Regions from separate parts of the Ovis aries genome. Here region 2 is linked to region 1. A link is a contact called in public Hi-C data. All regions are on one chromosome and are shown on one strand. Each heading gives the region's core, a stretch centred on a gene start, on an enhancer-like site or on the middle of the called end of the contact. The rest is flanking DNA. Distances are from core to core; before and after follow the strand shown. Region 1 holds the start of MRGPRG (MAS related GPR family member G). Region 2 overlaps OSBPL5 (oxysterol binding protein like 5).

Region 1 (3,284 bases), core at 221-2,720:
CACAAAGATCGGGTGAGAAGGCCGGGTACCAACGTTGTTGCAGAGGTCAGTCGGCATCGACTGGACAGGACTCGAGGCAAAGGGGGCGCCCGTGTGGACACGGCTCAAGGACTCCATGTGGGGAGAGGCTGGGCTACGCTCCTGCCGGACCCCAGTCCCAGAGGGTCAGCCGGGTGGAGACCAGCAGTAGCCATGAGCATGCTCAGTCCTGTGCTGGTCGTGGAGGGTGGGCAGCGGGGGGCGGGGGCGGGAGCCGTACTGTGGGGGCGGTGGGAGGCTGGGAGGATGAGAGAAGGCAGAGGACACCCCCAGCCTCCCTGGCTCTCCGGACCGGGCAGGCGTTCAGCCGGCTCCTCCCGCTGCAGGCGGGTCGGCCGTGTGCAGCTCCGAAGCCTCGCAACCTTGGGGAGGCGGTGATGCCCGGGTCCTCAGGGAAACCGGTGCGAGTGTCTGCTGCCAGCCCCTTAGGGGCAGCGGGAGGGCGCGTCCTGTTCCGGTCCCAGGGGAGAGACTCCATCCCGGAACAGGGGAGGCAGACCCCAATGGCGGGGTCTCGGAGGTGCCCTTCCCCCTGCCCCCTCCCTGCAGAGTCCACGCCTTTGTTCTCAGCCTCGCAGCGGCTGTCAGCCTAGAGTGAGGGGTCAGGGAGCCAGGCGGGGGGAGACAGACACACACCCAGAGAGTGAGAGAGAGACCAAGAGGGACACAGAGACACCCAGAGACTCGGTGGGGGCGGACAGCCCGCCTCCCAACCTCGGGGTCTCCCCAGGTGCCCCCTGGCTGGGCTGCGCCTCTGCCTGGACCAGCCTCACCTCCCCCCACACCCCGTTACCCAGGTCTGCCTCCTTTAGGGCCCTGGAAACTTCTGCAGCCCCCTTGGACCCTCCCAGCCTCCCAGCCCAGGGTCCTCGCCCACCCCTTCTGTGTGGCTGTCCTTGCGCCCAGGAGCGGGGCTTAGCGGGGTGGGTAGGAGTCTCTCGTCTTTACCCCTCACAGGATCTCCCTGAGTGGGGCACGGGCACGCTTGGTGGTGTCGGGGGACCCAGAGAGCTGGGCTGGACTCTGGGGTCGTGGGGTCGTGGACTGTGCTGAGCTGTCTTCGGGGCCTCGGTCTCCCTGAGGGACCCCAGGGGCTGAGCCGGGTGGAGGGTGAGGGCCAGTGCTGGGAGCAGGGCTCTGGCCCCGTCAGGGGGTGAGGAGGAGTGGAGGGGCTACCTGGACGGCTGTCCTGCCGGCTCTCAGAACAGGCACACCTTCCCGGTACATACAAACGAGGGCCCAGGGTCCCGGCTTATAAATGACGCGCCCACCGTCTGCTTCCCCGTCCTCACCCCAGCTCCCAGGCCCACAGGAGCCCGAAAGTACTCAGGGGAGTCCAGACCCACGCAGTGGGGAGCAGGTGGGCTGGGTGCAGGGGCCCCAAGGCTTCTCACCTGCTGACCGGGGCGCCTCTCAGCTGCTCACCACTGCCCAGGGCTCCTCCCGGGCCCTAAATCCTCCCGTGTCCCCGGGGCCCAACTGGCTGGACCCGGGCTCCCAGCCAGTTTCTTGGAAGTGGGAGGGGCCCTCCCTCCCATCCACAGGATGAGCTCAGACAGCGATGTCCTCGTGTGGGCCAGCCCTGCCCTTCCTCCTCAGCATATGAGGCATGTGGACAGCGGGGAGTGGCCTCCTGGGGCCCCCCTTCCAGTGGGGGCTGGACCTCACATCTGGGGGGTGCTCCTCAGGCTGAGCCAGCTCCTCTGTCCCCTGATGTGTGGGAGACAGGCAGTGAGGCAGGAGCCTGGCCGTGTGGCCTGGGTGCAAGGACCTAAAACCCCCCCAGGCCTCAGTGTCCCTCTCCATGGCCTGACCATTCCCTGACAGCTCATGCCCGGCCTAGGGCTGGACCCCACTGTGGTGAGGGAGTGGTCTGGGCCTGCAGATATTGGTCCCTTTCTCAAGGACCCGTCCCGACTGTCCACTTGCCAGCCTCACACCCACAGGTCCCAGCTGCCCACTGACCCTTAGGGGTTAAAATACTTGTCCAAGCTTCATGTCCTGAGCTGGTCCTGCCAAAAACTCGCCTTTTCCATGGGCTGCTCTGCGGCCCTGGGGACTCAGAGCGCAAGTCAGAAGTCACGTGTAGAGATGCTGTTTGTCCTAACATTTTTTTTCTTTTTTTTTAAAATAATTTTTTAATGAGGTATAGTTGCTTTACAGTAGCTCAGACAGTAAAAAATCTGCCTGCAGTGCGGGAGACCCAGGTTCAGTCCCTGGATCGGGAAGATCCTGTGGAGAAGGAAACGGCTACCCACTCTAGTATTGCTGCCTGGAGAATCCCATGGACAGAGGAGCCTGGCGGGCTACCGTCCACGGGGCGGCAGAATCAAACATGACTGAGTGACTGACGCGTTCTCTTTGTCGCTTTAGAGTGCTGTGTTAGTTTCCGTTGAAAAGCAAGGCGAATCAGCTATGTTTCTATGCGTATCCCTTCTCTTTATTAAAAAAATTGTATTTATTTATTTATTTTTGGCTGCTCTGGGTCTTTGCTGCTGCGAGAACGTCCTCCCAGTCTCAGCGAGTGAGGGCTGCGCTGTGGTTGCGGAGCCTCTTCAGCACGAATTTCAGGACTTGAGGCTTCAGGAGCTGAGGCGCGCAGGCTTAGCTGCTCTGGGGCACATGGGATCTTCCCCGAGGGGGATCAAACCCATACCCTCTGCACTGGCAGGCGGATTCTTAGCCCCTGGACCCCCAGGGAAGTCCTGTCCCCTCTTTTTTGTACTTCTTCCCATTCAGGTCGCCGCAGAGCAGTGGGTAGGGCTCTCTGTGCTGGATAACAAGTTCTCGATAGCTACCTGTTTTATGCAGCGTGGGTCCCGGTCTCCCAGTTCATGTCCTGATATTTCCCAGTTCGAGGGTTTGGCTCTGAACTCATTTCGGTAGCAGAGGCGCGGCCTGTGGAGCAAGGGTTCTGGCCTGTGACTCCTGGCAGGGCCCCGGTCCCCAGCCCCCGCGGGAATTGCTGTGTGGCCTCCAGCTGCGGAGACCCAGGAGGCAGGGCCTGGCCCCGCCCCTCCCAGCGCAGCCTCGGGTCTCAGGACGCTCTCCGCTGCCCCTCCCCTTTGCTCAGGTCGCCTTCTCCAGAAAGAAAGCTATCTCGGCCTTGGTACCCGAGGCCTCACCCCAGCCTGCCCGGTCCTCCCGCCCCCCGCCTCTCCTCCGCAGCGCTGGCCCCGTGTCCCACCGCCGCCCCCTTGCTCTCTGCCCGTGGCAGCAAGGGGGGCCTGGTGCACACCAAGCTC
Region 2 (3,284 bases), core at 219-2,718, 65 kb before region 1:
ACCCCCTGACGCCCACCTTCCAGCCAGAACAACGCGATCCTTGTGAAGAAAGATCCCTGGGGCGTTAGCGGCTGCACCAGCAGGACGCGCGGCCTGCTTCTCCGGGGCCGGAATCCGCTGGGCCACAGTGGCCTGGGGAGGTGGGAAGGGCTGAGGCTCTGAGAAGGAATCCCACAGAACCCCGGGCTTGCTCCACATCCCACTTGGCGGCACAGAAGTGGTGGTGGGGGTATCCCACCTTGCCTGCAATGTCTGCATGGTCTCCGTTAGGTCCCTATTTGTGAAGGGGAGGGTTGCTCTGAATGGAGGTGACAAAGTCTCCTGGAGAGGCTGACAGGCCAACCCAGGGTGCCTGCAGCTGCCTGGTTAGCATTCCCAGCGCTGGCCCAGGGTCACGCCGGCCCAGTTGTGCTGGTGGAAGCAGGGGAGGTGTTCCTGGGCAGTGGAGAGGCGGCTGGGGCCGCTGGGGGCTCTCCATGAATCGGTGGAGGTGGCAGAAGCAGGCACGCACAGCCTGGTCCCCATACCACAACGTGCCCACGCTCACACTGCACCCACTTCTGCTTGAACCGAATGATTATGAAAGGTGAGGGGTGAAATGCCCCCAGTCACAGATGAGCTCGAGGATGAAGGCCGCCTGCTTGGCTCTCTGTCTGCACACCCAATGGAGGGGCAGCAGATCCCAGGGAAGGGTGGCAGTCGTCAGGGAAAGGATGCTGGCCGCCGTGTCCACACCACACATCTGCATTCCAGAAATTTGCTGCGGTCCCAAGGCCGGCGACCATGGGGTCCCTGCCAAGAGGAGCCTCATAAAGGTCCAGAAACACACCCTGCCTACTGTCCCCTGGCTGGTCCCAGCATTTGGGGCTCAAACTGGGCAGCCTGAGCCGCTCCCATGGGAACATGGGGTAGCTCCCCGACACAGCAGACCAGTGTTCAGAACTCTGGACTCGGGGCTCCTGCAGACCCTGTGCTGCGGACAGGCCCTCCGAGGGCCCTGGGCCCTTTCACAAACGCTGTCCCACGCAATGCGATTCTCATGGCACCTGAGGGATGAGGGGAGTGGATCTCATGACCCGATTTTAAACGCACAGAAACCAAGGTCCCAGGAGGGGAAAGTGCCGTGTGAAGTCCAAAGGCTCAGACTGGGCCAAGGTCCCCTCAAGGCGGCACAGCTTCAAGCCCCCTGCCCCCTTGTACCTCAGAGATGGCTGAGGGCAGGGATAGAAACCAGGGGGGCAGGCAGGATCCCGAGGGATGGGGTGGGAGCCCGGCCTCCCCCAGGGAGACGTTTCCCAGACAGGCTGCCTTGGAGCGGCTGAGCCCCGGGGAGAGGGGCCGGAAGTGGCCTGCCCTGCTGAAGGGTCGGCAGGGCCTTGCCTGGGTGTTCCCAGCTGACTCAGCCGGGTCATGTGGCCATGGGCAGGGCCGGGTCCTGGCACCCGCCCACGTGGCCTCCTGACCGACACTGGGCCAACTGGAGCAGCCAGTGCAGCCCACGTGCACGTCCTCTGTGGCAGAGCTGACCCGCCCAGCTCTAGAGAGTGGGGCCCACTGTGGCCTGTTCCGACGTGGACCCCGCTGCAGGTCCGATCCCAGCCTGTCCTGCCGCGACCCTGCCTGCAGGTCCCACTGAGGGCTTGATTTTCAGATGCACACTGCATCCTGGGGCTGGGGCTCTGGGGCGGCGCGGAGAGAGCCAAGGGCAGGAGACCGGGTTGAGGTCTGGACCTGCCCACTCTCAGTCCAGCATTGGAAGCAGCAGGTGGATGTGGGCCCCCAAGTGACCTCATGCCTGAGTGTGGCTGGTGACTTGAAATGCTGGACACACCAGGGGGCTGGGAGGCAGGACCCCAACGGAGCTGGGAGGAACCAGAGTGACCTGAATGCCACCACTGCCACGGAACAGGAACGTGAGTCAGACATGCACATGTGGGCCACAGCCGGCACCTCGGCTGGTCTGCACAACGGCCCTGAGCATTCGGACGGGTAATTATGCTCCGGTTTTTTCCCAGAATCAGCCACGGCCACGGCTTCTGCAGGCAGAAGCAGTCTGCACCCTGTGCAGGAAAACGGCGTCGGGTCTTGACGAACCCCCTTCCCTGCCTCCCACACTCCGTCGGACGTGCAGCCCGGCATGCGGCTGCCCCCTTTCTATTTGAGGCAGCCCCGGAGGGCGGAGACAGAGAAGCGTGATCAGAGGTCTGGGTTAAAAAGCTGAGCTTATGCCAAGAACCAACTATGTACTTCCCTTGTGACTCAGCTGGTAAAGAACCCGCCTGCAACGCGGGAGACCTGGGTTCAGTCCCTGGGTTGGGAAGAGCCTCTGGAGAATGGAAAGGCAACCCACTCCAGTATTCTTGCCTGGAGAATCCCATGGACTGGACTGTATAGTTAGTCCATGGGGTCGCAAAGAGTCGGACACAACTGGGCGACTTTCCCTTTCATCCTGCTGCTGCTGCTGAGTCGCTTCAGTCACGTCCGACTCTGTGCGACCCCACAGACGGCAGCCCACCAGGCTCCCCCGTCCCTGGGATTCTCCAGGCAGGAACATTGGAGTGGGTTGCCATTTCCTTCTCCAATGCATGAAAGTGATAAGTGAAAGTGGAGTCGCTCAGTCGTGTCCGACCCTTAGCTAAGAACCAGCTATGTACAGCACATACTATAACTAATAGAAAACAAACCTATGGTTACCAAAGGGGGAATGGGGAGGGAGAAACGAGAAGTTTGGGATTAACAGATACAAACTACTATATATAAAGCAAATAAACAACAAGGACCTACTGTGTAGCACAGGGATCTATGCCCAGTGTCTCAGAATAACCTATAATGCAAAAGAATCTGTAGAAGAGTATCTGTATAACAATCTTTTTGATGTTCCTCTGACACTAACACAACATTGTAAATCAACTGTATTTCAAGTTTTAAAAACCTGAAATTAAAAAAAAAAAAGAAAACACTACAGAAGCCACTTTTTGCCTTTAAGAATGTGAGAGCGCCGAAGAATTGATGCTCTTGAACTGCGGTGTTGGAGAAGACTCTTGAGAGTCCCTTGGACTGCAAAGAGATGAAACCAGTCCATCCTAAAGGAAATCAATTCTGAATATTCATCGGAAGGACTGATGCTGAAGCTGAAGCTCCAATACTTTGGCCACCTGATTTGAAGAACCGACTCATTAGAAAAGACCCTGAGGCTGAGAAAGATTGAGGGCAAGAGGATAAGCGGATGACAGAGGATGAGATGGTGGGATGGCATCACTGATTCAATGGACATGAGTCTGAGC

What was found. A called contact is a pair of places that touch in the nucleus more often than the background predicts.
Region 2: a contact with region 1 is called in a Hi-C map of omental adipose tissue, with 2.0 times the contacts expected there. The contact joins the enhancer-like site here to the promoter of MRGPRG in region 1. A contact is called at or near these places in 3 of 16 Hi-C or Micro-C datasets (blood, mixed tissues and omental adipose tissue).

The regions. Positions count from the first base shown.
Region 1 is chr21:44,787,641-44,790,924 of ARS-UI_Ramb_v3.0, reverse strand. It overlaps MRGPRG (MAS related GPR family member G), which reads right to left and starts at 1,470. Exons shown (of 2, transcript XM_042238171.1): 1 at 1,434-1,470.
Region 2 is chr21:44,853,060-44,856,343 of ARS-UI_Ramb_v3.0, reverse strand. All of the region lies in intron 1 of OSBPL5 (oxysterol binding protein like 5), which reads right to left. Among named protein-coding and RNA genes, the nearest start is that of OSBPL5, 26 kb to the right of the region's middle. Within about 2 kb of position 1,468, at least 14 of the 54 cell types and tissues checked have an H3K27ac peak or open chromatin away from gene starts, as enhancers often do.